Regions from separate parts of the Gossypium hirsutum genome. Here region 2 is linked to region 1. Evidence: chromatin contacts called from public Hi-C data. All regions are on one chromosome and are shown on one strand. Each heading gives the region's core, a stretch centred on a gene start, on an enhancer-like site or on the middle of the called end of the contact. The rest is flanking DNA. Distances are from core to core; before and after follow the strand shown.

What was found. A called contact is a pair of places that touch in the nucleus more often than the background predicts.
Region 2: a contact with region 1 is called in a Hi-C map of hypocotyl, with 4 times the contacts expected there. The contact joins the promoter of LOC107950172 here to the promoter of LOC107950169 in region 1. A contact is called at or near these places in 10 of 34 Hi-C or Micro-C datasets (anther, callus, hypocotyl and 2 more).

What each region holds. Positions count from the first base shown.
Region 1 is chrD03:47,148,480-47,153,087 of Gossypium_hirsutum_v2.1, forward strand. It overlaps LOC107950169 (epsin-3), which reads left to right and starts at 2,147. Exons shown (of 4, transcript XM_016884957.2): 1 at 2,147-2,796; 2 at 2,895-3,017; 3 at 3,108-3,269; 4 at 3,699-4,478. The coding sequence starts at 2,654. The coding sequence ends at 4,221.
Region 2 is chrD03:47,308,265-47,312,600 of Gossypium_hirsutum_v2.1, forward strand. LOC107950172 (palmitoyltransferase ZDHHC12) reads right to left here and starts at 2,481. Exons shown (of 13, transcript XR_005911466.1): 1 at 1,720-2,481; 2 at 1,492-1,626; 3 at 644-710; 4 at 422-518; 5 at 33-129.

The DNA of each region.
Region 1 (4,608 bases), core at 897-3,396:
TTACCTTGGATTCTATAGTAAAAACTTGGATTTTTATAGGAAAAACATTTTTTTTTGAAAAAGTAAAATTAAATTAGAAAAGAAAATGAGTAATCACAATAAAAATTTATTAAAGTTGGATGACTAAAATGAGTGTACAATAATATTGAATTAATGTCAAGTGACCAAAATGATACTAGTTTTTAACGGTAATGCCTAAAAAGGAATTTTTGTTATTTTTGGTGTTCAAAATGAAAACTTGTAAAAATTTGATGACTAATTGTGTAGTTTATCCAATAAAAATGTTAAATTTCTAAAATTATAATTAGGGAGAGTCAACTTTTACTTCCTATATAAAAAAACTTATTGATATTGTTTAACAATTAAAAGTAAAGTCAAATTTTTTGGATAAATTTACAAGATGAAGCTAAAGTCTTAACAACAGCATGATTAGTGCAATTCGAACCCAAATTATACTTAGAGCAATAGACACCCTAACCATCATGTGAACAAGAACAAATAGGATTCAAAGCTAATTCTGGTAACATTATGCTTAGTTATGCATGGATAATCTTATTAATAAACCACTTTTTAATTTGAATTTTTTTAATAAAACAACTTTTCATAAAATAAATAAATAATTTTAATACAATCAAAACTCACGCTGCCGTCATTTTCAGAGTTAAGTTGTTTTCAAAAACCTTTTTAATATTTAGAAATGAAAGTTATTAAAAGCAATTTAAATGATTACAGAAATTTTATCCTACGAAATCATAAATATATATAATAAATAATAATACGTATGATATAAAATTAATTAATAATAATTACACATAAAATACGTATTATACTAAAATGAAAAAAAATATATATTTAATTGTTTATTTGTATTGTTATTAATCTTCAGTTGGCGTCGAGTTAGTTTGTGACACCAAATCAATTACATACGTTATTATTATATACAATTGATGAAAGTAATAAAGTGTATATAATTAAAATCAAAATGTATAAATATATCATAGTTTAATAAAAAAGATCAAAGTACCATCGAATAATACAACTTAATTTAACCGTTAGTGACCTGATGTGATTGATCAACAAATTTTAATTAAAAAGTCCAAGAAAACCAGTGACGACAAAAGAAAAACAAAGAGTAGAAAGCTTCAAAATGCTTTAAAGTAAACAAACAAAAAACGTAAGATTGAAGATTGTATTATAAATAAATAAGCCGGTTTGCAGATTGCAGTCTTATAAATTAAATATGAGAATAACCAAATGGACCAACATTAATCTTGTTGTTGAAAACACTTTATTATTTTATGTTGGGTTTGGTTAATTGCAATGTTGTATGCCTTTCAAAATTAGACCCAAACCCCCCATTTCTTTAAATTTCAAAAAAAAAAAAAAAACTCGTGATTCATATTTGGTTATAATTGTGTTTATACTTTTTGACACAATGTTTAGAATTGATCATAGCCTCTCCTCAATCTATAAATAGGGGGATAATGCGTTTCAGCACACTTCAACCCACATTTTTCTCTATTAGCAATAATGTTCATCGCACACTGTCACCTAAATCCTATTTGTTAGAAATGAATTAAAAGAATTGAAAAAAATTCAGAAAAATTATCAACTTTTTTTTATAAATCAGAAAAAAATATAGAAGTATATTAAATTTCGAAAAATTTAAAAATTTTTATTTTTATTTTTTTGAAAATACATAAAAGATAAAAAAACATATAGAATTATATAAAAACATGTACAATGTTTTCTTTATGTATTTTTAAAAAATAAATATTTTTTAATTTCTCATAATTTGATATAATTTTATATTTTTTCTTCTGATTTTTAAATATTTTTTGAGGACTTTCTGAATTTTTACTATTTTTATTTTTCCATTATTTTAGATTTCTTAATTTATTTCAAGAAAAATAATATTCCGAGTTGCTTCACACCATCTTTTTTGACACCGTTAGCGGTTGGGGCAAACTGATAACAATTTGGAAACTTCAAGTACCAAACTGATAAAAAAATTCTTTTAATACTAAAGTGATAATTAAGTACAATTTTATGGGGCAAATAGTATATTAACCAATTTCTAAACCTCTAGACTCTAAGCTAAGTAATGTTATATTCTTACTTCAACTACTTAATTAAAAAAAAAAGTGAGATAGAGCACAAATTTTACCTACTTTCATGTTACTTTACCTTATCAATTTCCCAAACTCTCAAAAGTCTCAATTCTCAAATAGTAGAGGGTGGAGACTACTTCAGTCCTTTGCTAGGTGTTAAATTTGAGGTGGAGCTACCCATTGTTCCCTTCTTTTTCAAATTCAAAACCAAGCACCCGCTGCCCAACAGCATGTGGATGTTGACTTTAACACCATTTTTGTATTCAATCTACAAATCCCAAGGTTAATCTTCTTCTTTTTGTTTTGGGGGGCGGGGGGCCGGGGGGGGGGGTAGCTGAGACATTTCAAACCCATGTACTCCAAATCAATGAAATCAGCTTTGAAATCTTCTCCTCATGTAGTAAACCATCCATTGTACACCCAAATTCCCTTCCCTTCTTCCTTCTTTTTCATACATATTAGGTGTAGCATTTTTCACTGTTCCTTTGAATCCCTTCTTCATCCAAAATCTTGGCTTAGAGATTTCAAAGGGCCTTAAGATCATGTCCATCTTAAGCAAGAGTCCAAGCAGCAACATGGGTTCTTCTCCTTTCTTCCTTGAATTCAGGAAACAAGCTTCTTTCTTCCTCAAGGAGAAGATCAAAACAGCTCGTTTAGCTTTAACTGATGTCACCCCTGCTCAGCTGTATCTTCCTTTTTCTTTTTGCCTTATTATTTGCTCTTCGATTCATGATTATGTACTGAGTCCAAGTGAAAAGACTATTATTAATCGTTTATCTGCAGGTTGACTGAAGAAGCTACGAATGGGAATCCATGGGCACCAAACACCCAGACTCTTGGTTCCATCTCAAGGGCTGCTTTTGAATTAGATGATTATTGGAGGATCGTGGAGATTTTACATAACAAGTTTGTATTTAATTATATTTACTTCTGTGTAATTTTGATGGGATTTTACATGGTCTGACATGTGTTCGATGTTTTGCTTGTGTGAATCAGATTGGGCAAATTTGAAAGAAAGACATGGAGAACCTCTTACAATTCTCTGATAGTGCTTGAACATTTGTTGACTCATGGACCAGAGAGTACGGCAGAGGAGTTCCAGGCTGATAAAGATGCCGTCTTAAAGATGCAAAGCTTTCAATATGTAGACGAGAAAGGGTTTGTTTTAAACTTGGTCTAATTATGGTTTTAGTCCCTCTACTATAACGAATTTTTGTATTTATTTTCTCTGGATTAATTGAGCATAATATTAGTAGCTCCAAATCGATAGCAACCTTAAGTTTGTTGGCATCAAGTTCAGTGTTCGAACCGCATGTTTGGAAACCATTCCCTTTTCCAAACAGAAGAAGAATTTGTAAGCTTGTTTTGATACCAAAAAAGTGCTTGAATACACAATTGAATTTTTATGTGATCTTGACTCAGTGAGCATATCAATTTGGACCTACTAATAACATTATAAAAATATAGGACTAAATAATACAAAATTAAAGTAGAAAGGTTAAATCTAAAACTAGAATTAGACCTTTAAATTTCATCAATCATATTTCTTGGAGTTTTATGAATCTAAATATGTAATTTGATTTGCAGATTCAATTGGGGATTAGCTGTTAGAAAGAAATCAGAAAGAGTAATGAAGCTGCTTGAGAAAGGGCCTGTTTTGAAAGAAGAGAGGAACCGAGCTCGGAAGCTAACAAGAGGGATCCAAGGCTTTGGCAGTTTCTCCCAAAGGTCTTCTTCTTCTTCTTCTTCAACACAACAAGCCATTTTGCAAGAATCATCCAATGCAACGTATGGAAGGAGCAACTCCGATTTTAACGACCACGAAAACCAAGAAAATCAGCTCCCCCCTACGAATAAAGTCGATAAATCAGAGTTGAGCAAGAGTTTCAGTAAAGGACATAATTTGCCTGAGAAGCCTGAAGTTGAAACAGGTTTCAAAGAAAACATGGTTCCTTTAAAGGAAGAAGTTCATAACTGGACTGCAACTGCGGAGTGTAATCCACTTTTGGGGAGTGAAAACAATGAACCCAAGCCACCAATCACCATAGAAGGTGATCACCCTTTCAATGACAATGGGAATCAAGCTTCTTCACCGATGCTTCAGTGTTGAGAGGTACACTATGCAGATTCTGTTCTTATTATACACTCTTTGAGTGCTACCTTTTAAGCAGCTATATGATGTTTTGAGCATCTTATGCGCAAGTAAAAAACTTAATTACTTGTTCCTGAGATTATATATATATATATATATAAACTGAAATTTGTATGTTTATTAGTTCATCAAATCTACTTAACAAGAATGTCTGTGGTATGTAGAGATTAAATGGTGGCTTGTAGCATATGATATATATATATGTGATTTATATATCTAAATTAGCATCTTTTGCTTCAATAGTTTACAAAAGTTGAGATTTACAAAGCCATGAATAACCTAGAGCTTTCGTTTTTATAGTAAGATTATGATGTACTAATAACTTGTGATTCCAAATTGCTTATC
Region 2 (4,336 bases), core at 1,231-3,730, 160 kb after region 1:
AAGAAAAATGTTAAGGAATTGATTTCCAATACCAATACAGTTTCCAAAAGCAGGGCAGTGGTGGTCAAAGCCCTGTACATATGTCTGGCAGCTCTTACAGTATCTTGCTCTCATTTGCAAAAGAGAACTCTGAAAGATAAAAAAACGATTAAATCAATACAATTGAAAGGAAACAAATTAGAAACAAAATTTTGAACATACTTGATGCGAAACTTTCATATTTTATAAATCACTGGTATTGCACATTTCAAACAAGATTTACTTCAGATTTCACCTGGTATGAATACATTTTGAAACTTATAAGAAATTAGAGACTCCTAACCAGTTACTTCAAGCTTTTTGCAGCAAAGTGCATGTTACTACTTTTATATCTATTTCTAGACTTGCATCAAATGAACAACAAAAAATGAAACCAGACAACCTCATTGTGAATTTGCACACCAAGAACAGAATTTTCATTGAGTTCGTCCAACGAAAAGGACTCACAAACCACAAAACCAGGATCCTTCAGCATAATCCTGCCAATGAAAACAATATCATTAGCATGTTTTGACAATGACCAACAAAGTTTGTAGAACAAGCTATATACATGACTAACCAAATTATAGATGTTGCAAAAGACTGAAGAGAAAAGAAAAACAACCTAAAAAGACCAATGATGAGCATGATCATCTCTACATTGAGCACGACGTCCATAACAGGTGAAATCGCTGCAAAAATAAAGCAAATAATAGGCTGTTAAATAATAGGCTGTTATGAAACAAGTTAATTGCTAAACTACTCAAAAGAAGTAGTTTCTTGCATCAAAAGAAGTTAATTTCCCATTCTCATTCTGACAATCAGATTACTGGAAAATATCCAAAAAATTATTAACTACCAAAAGAACACCATATATTAGTGAGGTAAACTTCATCCAAACTTTCAAATAAAGAAAACAGATGCTAACCAATTGGGATTTATAATTAGGGTTGTTCAAACTTTAAAAGTTAAATATTAAATTTTAGATATATTAAAAGCGAAATGAAAACAAATAAAGCATAAAAAAACTGACTAGATGAACCAAATAAGGCATGACAGATATATGAAACTGTTGAGGGAAGGCTGCCTTCCGGAGAAGTCTACAAAGTGTTGTACATCCAGAGCCAACAGACCCCTCAGCAGGTCGGTATTCTTCCCGGGTTGAGCCAAGGTTTGTCACCCGGCCTCGGCTCGAGTGCCCCTTGGGACGCGGGTTCCCAGAGTAGTAGCGCCATGCCGGGTCGGACGCGCACAACAAGTGGTCGTAGGTGGCAACCTCCCGGCGAAAACACTCTCGCTCTGTGAACCGTGTCTGAGGCAACCTCTTCAAGCACTTGGTCTCTCTGCAGAATCAGGAGACAAAACTCCATCTTGACTCGAGACAATGCCAACCCGTTGAGGTATGGTCGGCTCCAAAGGAACTCCAAAAGGAGTAGGCCGAAACTTTTTTTTTTTAAAAGGCAAAAAAGGTACCTTGTCGAACAATAGCAATATAAACACCCCAGATAAAAAATATACTGCAGAAAACAAAAGCTGGAGCAGATGCATTGAATCCAAGAAGCCGTTTACACCACCCTCCAAATCCCAGAACTACAACCAAAACTAAAGCTGCAAAAAAAGTTACCGTGTTATCGAACTTCAGATAATCGAGAATTTTGAATACTTTCATCCATGTTTGAGAGAGAGAGAGAGAGAATAGACCTGAGAGTGTGAGTTGAATGAGGATCGGAGAAGCTGAGAAGAAGAGAGGAACCAAAAACAAAGCCAACTGAGTAAGCAAAACGGAGATAAAGGAAACTGTACAGCGACCAATCGATTTCGACCAAGCTAACATCTTGCTTTGATCAGGTAATTGCAGCAGCTCTTGAAACACGAATTGAAGTCCAAAATCTCCCCAAATTCAGTTCTGATTTTCAAAAAGAAAAAGGAAAAAAAAAACCATTTATGGTGTTCTTCGTTTCTTCTTCCCCGAGACTATAATCGAAACTAGGAGCCCATTTCAATAAGGACTGATTAGCCCACTAACTAAAAAAGGGAAGATCTATGAACTGATTTAAACATTGGGTTTAGGGTTAGAAGGCTGCGCCATTCAACCCAAAACATCAAAGCCATCTATTGGTGACTGGGTCGCTGTTAGAACCTTGTTAAAGCTACACAAGGTCCTTAGCAGTAAAATAATTTATTTGCAAAAATAAGCGTTTTAATGCTTGTTGGGAGAGGAGTGTCTTCACCCATCAGAGGTGTTCTCCAAGACTGTGCTTTCTGAGCAAAGTGTTTGAGATGCAAAGGAGTTCAATGAGGTGTCCGCTAGGTATAACAAATAGTAAAATCCAATTACAAGCCATATCATTACCAACTTTATTTTCTAGGGTTGTTCAATGAACAGTGCCAATCCAAAATTGGATCAAGCGACTATACTCTTACATTCAGGGACGAAATGCAGGCATGGGTCTTCGGCCTCCTTGATTGAAATGATCATTTTTCAAGTTTAATCCTTTTTAAAAAATGATTATTTAATTTAAACTATTTTACAATAAAATAATTTAATTTATCACGTTGTGAATTTTTTGAAATAGTTTCTTTAGTTCTTTATATTATTCATATTAATCATACCTAAAAATCAAGGAAAAACATCCTCTATTTTCCTTCAATTATGGACAAAATTGGTGGATATGCACAAGTTCACGTGTACTACTGCTTTTTGCTCAATCAGCCAACAAACATCCTCCACCCAGGTGACATAATCATCTCTTACTGACAAAATTTGTTATTACAAGCATTATCCTTGGAGTCGAATAGATGGAATTAAGAATCCATCCATATATTAATTTAAATAAATAAATTGAATGGCAAATTATTTAAATTTAATAATAAGTCAAAATTTGAGAAAAAAAATCAATGTTTAAATCGGTTTATAATTTTTTAAAAAAATCAATGTTTAAATCGGTTTACAATTTTTTAGGCTTAATATATAGATTGACCATTGAATTTGATAATTTTTTTTATCTTGATCGTTAAATTTATGATTGAATCATTTTAAGTTGGCATTTGTTAAATAAATTAGTCCTATGGTTAACATCGTCGGTTTTTTATAATTAAATGATATAACCAAACATGAGGTGACACATGAACATAACCTAGGAACAACACATGTCTTCGTCTTTAATTATTTTAAGAAATTAAAATTTTAAATATATATATAAATTTTAAAAAATTTTGAATATATAAATGATTCAAGAAATGAAAATTAAAATAGTTAAATTTTCAAAAAAAGAAAAATCAAAAATATTTTGAAATTTTCAAGAAAATAAAAACATAAAAATATAATTAAAATTTTAGAAAATATAATAAATTGAAAAATGTTTAAATGTCAAAATATTTCAAAAAAATGAAAAAAAAATATAAAAATTCAAAAAATTGACGAGCATTCATCAATGTTGACCAAGTGTTGATTGGACATTGACTAACGTTGATCAATATTGATGGGCATTGATATTTTTTTTAATTTTTTTGTAATATTTTTGAAATTTTAACTATTTTTATTTCTACTTTTGTTTTTAATTATATATTAATTTTTTGAATTTTATAATTTTTATATTTGTTTAACGCTTTTTTAACTTATACATATTTTATTGAATTTAAGTTTCTTTTTTACATTCCCTTAAAAAAAGTTTTTTTTTAGAATAATTAAATAGGAAGACATGTGTGGTTTTATTGTTTATCCACATGTCACATCTTAATTTGACCACGTAAGTCAATTGTTAAAGAAAATTAACTGTGTTAATTATAGGTATCAATTTGTGTAATGGATGCCTACTTTGGAAACCAATCTGATTTTAAAAAATCTAGAGGTCAAATTTAAAAAAATTGTTAGCTCAAAGACGACTAATCTTTATATTAAATCAAAAAATTTTATTTTTATAAAATTTTAATTATTACATATAACTATTATTGGAGTTGCAATTAAATTTTGGTTAAATTAGGGTTATGTGTCTTTTTTTTAATTGGCCTTTTAGGCCATTTTTTGATAGAGTGTGAAAACGCGTCGCGCTTTCCTCCAACGGTCATTTTTCCCAACAGCTTTTTAAACACTGGCAACGGTAAAATTATTTAAAAGGGTCAAAGGTAATTTTTTTCCTATAAATACCAGGTCATTTTTCATTTTTTTCACTCAAATCCAACTCTCTTTATTCTCTCTAAACTCCAAATTCTCTCAAATCTCTCAAATTTCTCAATTTTTGTTCAAAAATTTCCTATACACTCTGTTTAAAAATACTATATTTTTATTTAATTACTTCGTATATTCATATCAATTAAA